Regions from separate parts of the Mus musculus genome. Here region 1 is linked to region 2. Evidence: chromatin contacts called from public HiChIP or PLAC-seq data. All regions are on one chromosome and are shown on one strand. Each heading gives the region's core, a stretch centred on a gene start, on an enhancer-like site or on the middle of the called end of the contact. The rest is flanking DNA. Distances are from core to core; before and after follow the strand shown.

Region 1 (4,983 bases), core at 1,869-4,368, 380 kb after region 2:
CATAGGACAGTAAGAGTTTAGTATGAAGTCAACATGTTCCAAGGTACGGCATTGACTAATCCCACCTTTTCAAATATTGAAAACTGTATATTCTAAGACAGACAGTATTTTACCTTCACAGAACACTTTCCTTCTTAAATTGTCAGGATCCAGCAACCTTGTGGTTTTGTGCTCTCTGTGTCTGAAAAGTCTTTCTTAACCTTCTAACCTTATTTCCCCTTAGTGGGCACTGTCCACCATTTTTTTTCAAGCACATATTTTATTGAGGACTAAGAAATAATGGGCATCTAATGTTGGTGTTTCTTCTGTTAGATACTGAAACCTTTATATTTTTAATAGTAAAAACTTATTTACAAGCAACAAAATATCACAGGAATACAAATAGCATTGCTTTAGTCACGTGCTATGAATCCGTATTACTGTCCACCATTTTTAACCAAGTTTTACTTAAGACAATCTTTGAGAGTTACATTAAGAGAGATCCTATGGCAGTAGGAAAGCTCAGTCCTCTTAAATTCTCTGATTCCTTGGGGGGGAAATGCCCACCTTACGTCATCCTGCCTCAAGGTACACATTGCCATGCAGTATAGACTGGATCATGGGCATGACAAACTGACAAGAAGGTTCAATTACCTTCAGCAGACAGATAGTCACCTTGCTTCTGCGAATCCATGCCATATGGTTGTTAGCTTGTTTTATTGGTACAGTTGGCCACCAAAGTATAATGATGATCCAAATAGAAAAATTTCACAAGTAGCGTAACGAGGAGAGACCCTCAGTGACTAAGTTTAACAAGTCATTTATTGCATCTTCAGTTGTTACTTCCTGTTCCCTAGTAACTTACTTGTTGGTGCCATTTCTGAGCAACTCCTAACCCTCTAGCTTACTTTGCATGTTTCTCCAATATATGAAATGTTACACAAATGACCCACCACGTAGTATCACTGCCTCTAATTGCAGCAGAAATTTGGAGTAGGGTTAGTGCAATATAGACAGAAGTTATCTGAAAAGCACCATGAAACAGTTGCCACTGTAGCTTCTCCTTAAAAGACAAATTTGAATGAAACAGGAGAGTGAACACTGCCAGTCCTTGAATTAACAGAGCAAAGACTCAGGCATGTTCAGAGGATGTGAGACTGATGGAGGCCATTGGAAATTAGGTTAGACATCATGAGTCGACTATAGAAAGCCATGAGAGACAGGCAGGTATACTGATTCAGCTGTGTTGAACAGTACTTGGAGAATCAGAACTAGACACAATGATGTCCCCAAGTGTGCTAGCTAACATCACACATGTACAAAGAAGCTTGCATACAGCTCAGACTTTACCGGAGCTGAATTTAGGATATGGAGAGAAGTCCTTCAAACAGAAAATAAGGAATGGTTGAAGGACTTTGAAAGACTTGGTCAAATGGGGATTGAAGCCTACAGAAAAAAAAAAGGTTAAAAATAAAAAATGCAAGCAGCCTTTTTTTCATAAGAAATTTGGACAAGATTTGGTATCTTGTAGAATATAGAGATGGAAGGAAGAGAGCAAGAATTAACAAGCCCAAATATTAGCTTCAGCTTTGTGCTTATAAATATTATGTGCTTTTATTTATAATTGAAAGTTAAAACAAGCAAAGAATAAATGACAAGGCTCCTAATGCCTAAGCGTCCAAGAAAGTTGTGGCCCTATGGGCTCAGAGGAGAGCATGCTCAACAGAGCACTGTGCAACAAAGCCAAGAACCTGCCTCATAACGTTTGCAGCCAGGAGGGTGTTCTCTAAATTTACAGCTTCCTAAAGTAGGAGTGAGTAAAATCAAATGAAGTAGAAAAGGCAGAAAAGTGCTTTTAAGTTAACTGTGGGGAAAAATTACCACTATATTTGAAATCTTGACTATTTACACTGCTTTCATTGTTTATTAGACACTTGTAGGAGCAGAGGTAGAATCTGTTATCCTTCACGTGACTACATCATAAAAGCCTAAATTGGTTCATAAGAAACAATATTTTTAATCAAATGAAACTATAAAAGCTTCATTGAACTCTAAAGTCACTCTGTACCTCATTTTCCTATAATGTATAATCAGGAAATCCATTTACCATACGTTATAATTTTTGTCCTTTCAAGTGGTCAGAAGAATGTGACATCTGCATACGGTCACGTCTAAATTGATAATTGTCCCAGTAGAGTATAATTTTGAAACATAGCATCAAGAAAGTTGAATCTGTATATTAGAAGGTTGTCGAGAGGTGGTGTTTCCCACCTCCTGGGTCCCTGAAGTTAAGTGTGGCCATGCTCTCTGGTGAATTTATCTTAAGGTGGGCCCTCAGCCTCCACACAGGCCAAAGCATTCTGAGCGAAAAGGAGGCTGCGGTTTCCCAGCCAACTTAAATGCAGGCTCTTCTTAGCAATGAGCCACACACATGCATTCATCATTGACTTCCAAATGATAGGTTTCAATATCACTGGTCTAGGGTCCACAGTCTCACATTCCTGAATCTATATTATGCCAAAAGAATAACAATTTGGTGGCTGGAAACAGAAATGGTTATTATACTTCTCCAAAATGCTAGCTGGCACAATATTCTAAAAATAGCAGAAATTCACTCATAAAAAATAGCATTTATTTGTTCATAAAAAATAATTTTATGCTCCGAAAATATAAGTGTAAAAATGTCATGCTTAACTGCCATTTATCCTTCTTCTTTTGAAATTACTTGGCTAATTTTCCATTTGATTGTTTATTTAAACCAGATCTCACACAGGGTTAACATGTACATGACACCTTAAAACTATGGAACTAATCTTCTAAAATGGTGTAATTTCCAAATAGCAGCACATATTTCAAGAGAGACATAGAATGCTTTTGATTCCATTTTTTGCTTCTGAGGTGTTTACTGAGTGGAAAACCACGTATGTGTGCTTCCTTTTCCCCTGCTCACTGCCGCTCCAAAGCGCTGTTTTAAAATGTGGGCAGAAAGACTGGGGCTTTTTTTGGACTGTCTCTGAGTTTACCATAGAAAATGTTTTTGAAGAGACTTTTTTTTTGCACAGCCTCTGTGAAGCTCTCCACTTTCTCACACTGGCCCCGTGCTTGTCCTATCTTAGGACAGCACATGTCGTGAAGTGGTTTTACTTCCTTTTAGCAGAATTACTGCTCCATGCAAACCAGCACCAGCATCTACCCAGGCAGGATTTTAGTTTCTCATCCTTTCAGGCTTCACTGCCCTGCTTAACTGACATTTCTTCTTCTTCTTCTTTTGAAATTACTTGGCTAACTTTCCATTTGATTGTTTATTTAAACCAGATCTCACAGAGGGTTAACATGTTTGTGATGTGTGTCTGTGTGTGTGTGTGTGTGTGTGTGTGTGTGTGTGTGTCTGTGTGTGTGTGTGTGTGTGTGTGTGTGCGCGCGCGCGCACTCAAACTTCAGCAGGCAGGAATGCATGCTGCAGATATCTTGGTCTCCTCCTTTCCTTTTCGTGTAGGGACTCTACAATTCTGTTAAAGGCCCTAACACAAAATAACGTTCCAAGGAGACCCATTAAACACAGAACTCCTCTGTGCAGCCTAACTCACCCATTATCTTTCTTACAGAGTACGATTTGTTTATATTTCTTTTAGTGAGAAAGGGTAAATGTATTGTTTCAAGTAAGAACTTTTACCATCAAACACTGTCCAAATTAACTGTAACAGATAATTTGGGGTTTGACATATTTTCCTAGCTATAATTTAGCAACTTTTCTTGATGTTTTATTATAGAAGACTAATTTGTATTCAAATTCGGTGCAAATTTCTTAAACAACGACTTTGTAGTTGGCACTTGTTTTGGGGATGTTTCATTTGTTTTATTTTCATTTTGCCTCAAGATACTTGTTAATTTTTACCATGATCCAGTTGCAAGATTGAACCTTGCGAGTTTTTATATATTCAGCCTATTCATTTATTCATGAAACAAAGCAGGTAAATGAATTGGATATGAAGAATAAGTGTGTTTTGGACCACATGACCCAAATATATTTTAATTCAGAGAGTCCCCAGTGGGACAGTTTGGGAAGAAAGGAGCCAACGTGGGGTAGAAGGAACAAGAGAAGGTGAATATATTGAAGTGCATTGTGTAAGTGTGCGAGCATGTCATAATGAAACCATGACTTCATACAATTAGTATTGGCATAGCAAAACATTTCTGTAAGTATCTCTTTGAAACATGCTTGTGCGTTCCCCTCCCAACTCCTTGTTTTCTTTCTGAAGCTATTGCCATAGACTCAAGAAAGATCCATACACATAGGCTTTTCCAAGACCACCCTTTCCAGTGTTGCAGATGTCTAACCATTCAGGGACCAGTTTCTATCACTGTTCTGAAACTGGGTAGTCTCTACTTCTAACATATCATCATAAAATTGGAAGTCCCCACTGACCATCTTCTCCAAAGAGCACCTACGAAGAGAACCCTGTTTTCACTGGCTCCTTTGTAAGCAGATCCCTCCCAGTTTTCTTAAAGATGCTGGGTAAAATCCTCCCTCAGCCTGCCTCTTACCCAGTTACCGAAGTCAGCTGCCTAACTTACCTCTTCTTCTCATTTGTTGAAATACACATTAGTTCCTACCTCTTCCTAAACTTGCATTAGGTAATCTCTTCTCCCATAGATATTGAATAACATATAATCTATATTATTCTACAACCGTTTTGCCCTTGGTTTTTTTTTTTTTGTTTGTACATGTTCCATAAGTGTGCATTGCTTAACTGCAAAGAAATCTCAGAGCCCTCCAAGGCTGCCTTTGCCTTCCTGCTGAGAAGCACATGGTCTCCTTCTTCTAAGAGTAATAGATAGTTGTGTTTTATAATGATGGTAATAATGAATATAACAATAAAATTAACCATCTCCTTTAATGGTACTTGGAAGACGACTGGCTAGTTTTCTAGGAAGCATTATTGAATCCAGCAGTGGGTTTCTCCTATTATCCCTCAGGAAACCAACAGATAGCTTCCCAGGTTG
Region 2 (4,494 bases), core at 474-2,973:
TTGACAGTGTGAAATAATAACAGTCCATTTTACTTTACTGTTTAGAAAGGTTCTACTAGTTACAATAGGAAATAAAATACTCCAAGGTTTATTAGCAGTACTAGTCAGCAGGGCTGCCTTGCAGGGCTGCTTTATTTCTCCAAATATTTTGACAGTCTTGTTTCTATGTCTCTGATTGTCACATTTGATAACATGAGGAACTGACAATAACCTGAGAATGAGAAACTTTGTTTCCAAGAACTTCCTCCAAAGTGAGAAAGGCACCATGCTGCTGTTCTGTTCTGAGTGCATCCAGATGGTTTCAAAAGGCAGCCACTCACTCCCACACCATCAGCTCCAGGGCCAGAGCTTCTAGGTAGGGGTTCCAACTGGATAAGGAGAGGGAGAAGGAGGTAGGAGATAAGATAGAAATGCAAGGGTCCTGCTGATAGCTACAAAGACAATAATAAGGAAGGCTGACAAGGTGGTGTGGACATGTGCGCCGCCCCCCACCCCAAATCAGAGCAGAGCCTTAGTTAATCCACTTTACTAGATTAGATCTTGCATTAGTACCACCACACTTTACTTATTTATTTTAAAGTGATGACCTTGGCTAACTAACCAAGATGAGTACTTAGGGGAACTAGATAGACAGGACTTTCCTGATAGTGTTTGCCCCACTTCGGGTTATAATCACTGGTTTCTAGCTGGCAAAGTGCCCCTTGAACCATCGATTATTGAGCACAATATAGCTGCCTGGAGAGGTGAAGACATTATTCATTAAAAAGGCAGCACTTTCTAGTGTTGCTATAGAACCATTTTTTGACAAATTACCTTGACAAAAACTGTCCTTCAGAAGGGGTTATGATTATTTTATACAAAATGAAAAGTTAAATTATAACTGGAAAATATTTGATTTTTCATATACTGCCTTTCATAGACGATGCATGTCATTGGACATTATAAGTCATCAATGCACGTGCATTGTTCTTCTGTGCCTGGGGTAGACAAATACAATAGCAGTCACCTTTAATGGTAATTTGTGCCCTCACATGAAGGAAAATAGGTTTTGCAGAAAATGACTTGTTTTGTTAAGTTTACCGGGATCTAGAAATGAGAATGCCACAATAAGAGTTTAATAGATGGTGTTTTGTTTGTAGAGATTCAACAAATATTTGGGTACCTATGATGACTCGGGCACGTTATTGTTATTATCATGACTATAAAATGTCTCCAATGAGCACAGACACATGACTTATATAGTAAATAAGTCATGATAAGGGCAATTTTGATAAATGAAACAGAGAGAGAGGGAGAGAGAGAGACAGAGAGACAGAGAGAGACAGAGTCAGAGAGAGGGAGAGGGAGAGAGAGAGGGGGAAACAGGAAGACAGAGAGGGAGACAGAGACAGAGAGACAGAGACAGACAGAGAGATAGAGATTCAGAGAGATAGACAAAGAGAATGTGAACAGAAGAAGACAGAATAATGTAAAGAGATGCTCTAGATTCTAATATATGATGGCGGGATAGACTTAACAAAGAGACAAAAGGAAGCAGAATACTGGGGAAGAAGGCACTGAAAGCCTTCTCCTAATGGGGAATAAGGCTATGCTGGTGGAAGGCTCTGACCGACAGTAAAAACTGAAAGGAAGCCAGAGCGGGTAGAGGCTAAAGAACAGGCAGTAACCTCAAAGACCTAGAAGGCAAGCTGGGAAGGCAAAGATCCTCCCTGCCTTGTAAGCTGTTAAGAACAAACTTCAGAGCAACAGGAAGTCACTGACATGTCTTAACTGTAATCAGAATATCCAGGCAATACAGTGCAATGTTTCTAATCTTGTCAACAATTTAAAAACCCTACTTCTCCCAGAAATTATGGCATTATACAACATTATACATTATTTCTGATCTTCTTCATGCATATTCAAGTTAAAGTCTTGATTATATATGCATAATACAGGCTTTCATTCTAACAAATCTAAACCAACCAATTTCTCTTCCACCTTCCAGAGAATGTCTACCCACAATTCTTACAGCTACACAAAGTATATTTTTCAATATTTTTAATTGTATGAGTCAATGTTTTTCAATATTTTTAATTGTATATCAGTCAATGTATGGTCACTTTACATTTTTACCACAGCCATTTCTAAATTGTAGACACAGACAGAGGAGTTTCTCTCTTTTGTTGATGGGAAAAGCCAATATTTACAAGACAGGCTGTCCAGGAAAGAAATAGAATCCACATAGAATCTGTTTTTTCTTGCAATGTCTGCTGCTCATTTTTATAAGCAGCTGCTGGCCAAATGTAATTCGAACCCAAACCCAAAATTTTGTGACTTTTTGTTGAAGGGAACAGAATATTTTGCTTAAATATGTCAAAGAAACTGTTGAGAGGCATTGAGGGGTTAGGGTTGAGTGGTTTGTTGTTTTTGGCAATTTAGAAACTAATTTTGAAACAGTCTACAAAACCATGCGACAAAATAAGAATTATAGTGTTATAAAGCCCAGTATAAGCCCAAATCAGAGACTGAGGGATGCACTTCCAATGCTGTGTATGTGGCACAAACAAGAATCCTACTGAGACATAATGAGATGTGTGTATGTATGAGCTGCCTGTGCATCTTCTTCAACACATATCCCCAAGAGAAAATGACATAAAGCAACTTGCAATTAAACTTTATTTGATGCCAGATGAAAAGCAAATGTTTTTAAAACTCTAATTTTAATATAATAATTATTTGCTCTGCATGTGCAGACCAGCAGCTCCTTAGACTATGCCAATTCTGCCGTCAACATTTATTTCTAAATAGCACAGAAAGAGGCTAGCCTATTTCCCCTTATTTGTCCATTTGCTTTACAATGTTTGTTTTCAGACGTAGATTATTTCCATTCCATGGTAGAGATCATGGACACACAGGCCATCATGTAATCAACTGTCAGCATTATAGACATGACTTAAGCAAAACAAAACAAAAACAAAACAAAAACAAAACAAATGCATATATGATTTTGATCTGCTGTACTTAAATAACTCATTATTTTTTCCAGCACTGAAGTGTACTCTTTTAGGATTTCAGAACCCTGAAACAGCTGTTTCCAAGTACTTCAAAAACCAAGAAACCATTTTAAAGCCAAACTTCTCCAGGATTTCTACCCATAAGATAATAGGTATATTATAGGCATACAATTTGTTATCATATTATACACAGGGACTGAGTAGAGTACAGTTATCAGAAAGTGCTTATCTAGCAACAATTTTAACATAATTTGTGGGTTTTACAATAATCACCTTAATGTTTGAAATTATATTATAATTACATTCTTTCCCTCGGCTCCCTTTCTTTCCTACCAACAGTGTTTCCCAAGACAATCCTCTACACACACTCTCTCTCAAAGTCATGGCCTCTTTTTTTCTTCAATTGTTTCTATAGATACTTCAATACAACCTGCTCACTCTGCATAGTGTTACCTGTCTGTATATAACATCAAAGTTGACCACTCAGTATGTTTTGTAATCTCAAGTGCTCATGTATATATGTGTCAAACAACTATAGTGGTTGCAGTCAAAGCATACTAGTCATCCATTCTAAAGAACATGCTTTGATCTTACATGGCCAGGAAAAAAAGCCATTTGCCTTGTTGAAGAATATCTACAAAGAAAATATGGGTAGTAAAATCTAGATTAGTTCACAAACCAGATCATAAATGATCTTGAGTGGTAACATTTGATCACTTGCCTTTATTCAGAAAGAGAGAAAGAAAGAAAGAAAGAAAGAAAGAAAGAAAGAAAGAAAGAAAGAAAGGAAGGAAGGAAGGAAGGAAGGAAGGAAGGAAGGAAGGAAGAAAGAAAGAAAGAAAGAAAGAAAGAAAGAAAGAAAGAAAGAAAGAAAGAAAGAAAGAAAGAAAGAAAGAAAAAAGGGGGGCCAGCTAGGGGTTATTCTTGCTTGTCTTTGTTTTGTGGATTTAGATGTATGTTAATATTAAGTATGAAGTCATTATATGGCAAGCCATAGGGAAATATTAAAGGTGCTCTGCTCCTTTTGGAAAATTATAACAAAGAAGCCAGGGTGTTGGGAGATTAGGAATGGAAGGAACAAAATTGATGCCTTAACAGCATGAAACAGCTGATGGGCCATGGAAGCCAGGAGAGATTAGAGGAATGGAGAGACAAGAGGAGAGGAACAAGACTGAGATCCTTCAGGGAAGGATGACATAAAGATCAATAGTACCATACGGAGAATTACACAGGGAAAACAACTTGAGGAGGTGGAGAGACAAAGGAGATGCAAAGATGCTGAGCAAGTATTACCCAGAAAGGCCAGTTTCTGGACTGTCATAGATATGAATATGCCCAAAAGGCAGCTGGAAATTCTAGTGAAAAGATAACAAAAAAAATCAGTCTTGGACATTATTTTGAGAAACTTTGTAGTAACTCAAATACCTAAATGGCAAGAAAAATTAATTAATTAAATAATAATTAATAATCATTATTAATTAATTAATTAATTAATCTA

What was found. HiChIP or PLAC-seq counts read pairs in DNA pulled down with a chosen protein or histone mark.
Region 1: a contact with region 2 is called in a RAD21 HiChIP or PLAC-seq map of pro-B cells, with 5 times the contacts expected there. The contact joins two enhancer-like sites. A contact is called at or near these places in 1 of 15 datasets of contacts at CTCF or cohesin (pro-B cells), 2 of 484 Hi-C or Micro-C datasets (nephron progenitors and uterus), 1 of 115 datasets of contacts at active chromatin or transcription factors (large pre-B cells) and 1 of 9 other capture datasets (embryonic stem cells).

Annotation. Positions count from the first base shown.
Region 1 is chr13:83,646,898-83,651,880 of GRCm38.p6, forward strand. All of the region lies in intron 6 of Mef2c (myocyte enhancer factor 2C), which reads left to right. It overlaps Gm52044 (a long non-coding RNA gene), which reads right to left. Exons shown (of 3, transcript XR_003950630.1): 3 at 1-4,983. Among named protein-coding and RNA genes, the nearest start is that of Gm52044, 13 kb to the right of the region's middle. Within about 2 kb of position 3,119, at least 70 of the 459 cell types and tissues checked have an H3K27ac peak or open chromatin away from gene starts, as enhancers often do. A contact at or near this core is called in pro-B cells, where this site is marked.
Region 2 is chr13:83,267,163-83,271,656 of GRCm38.p6, forward strand. No RefSeq gene overlaps it. Among named protein-coding and RNA genes, the nearest start is that of Gm33217, 87 kb to the right of the region's middle. Within about 2 kb of position 1,724, at least 7 of the 459 cell types and tissues checked have an H3K27ac peak or open chromatin away from gene starts, as enhancers often do. A contact at or near this core is called in pro-B cells, where this site is marked.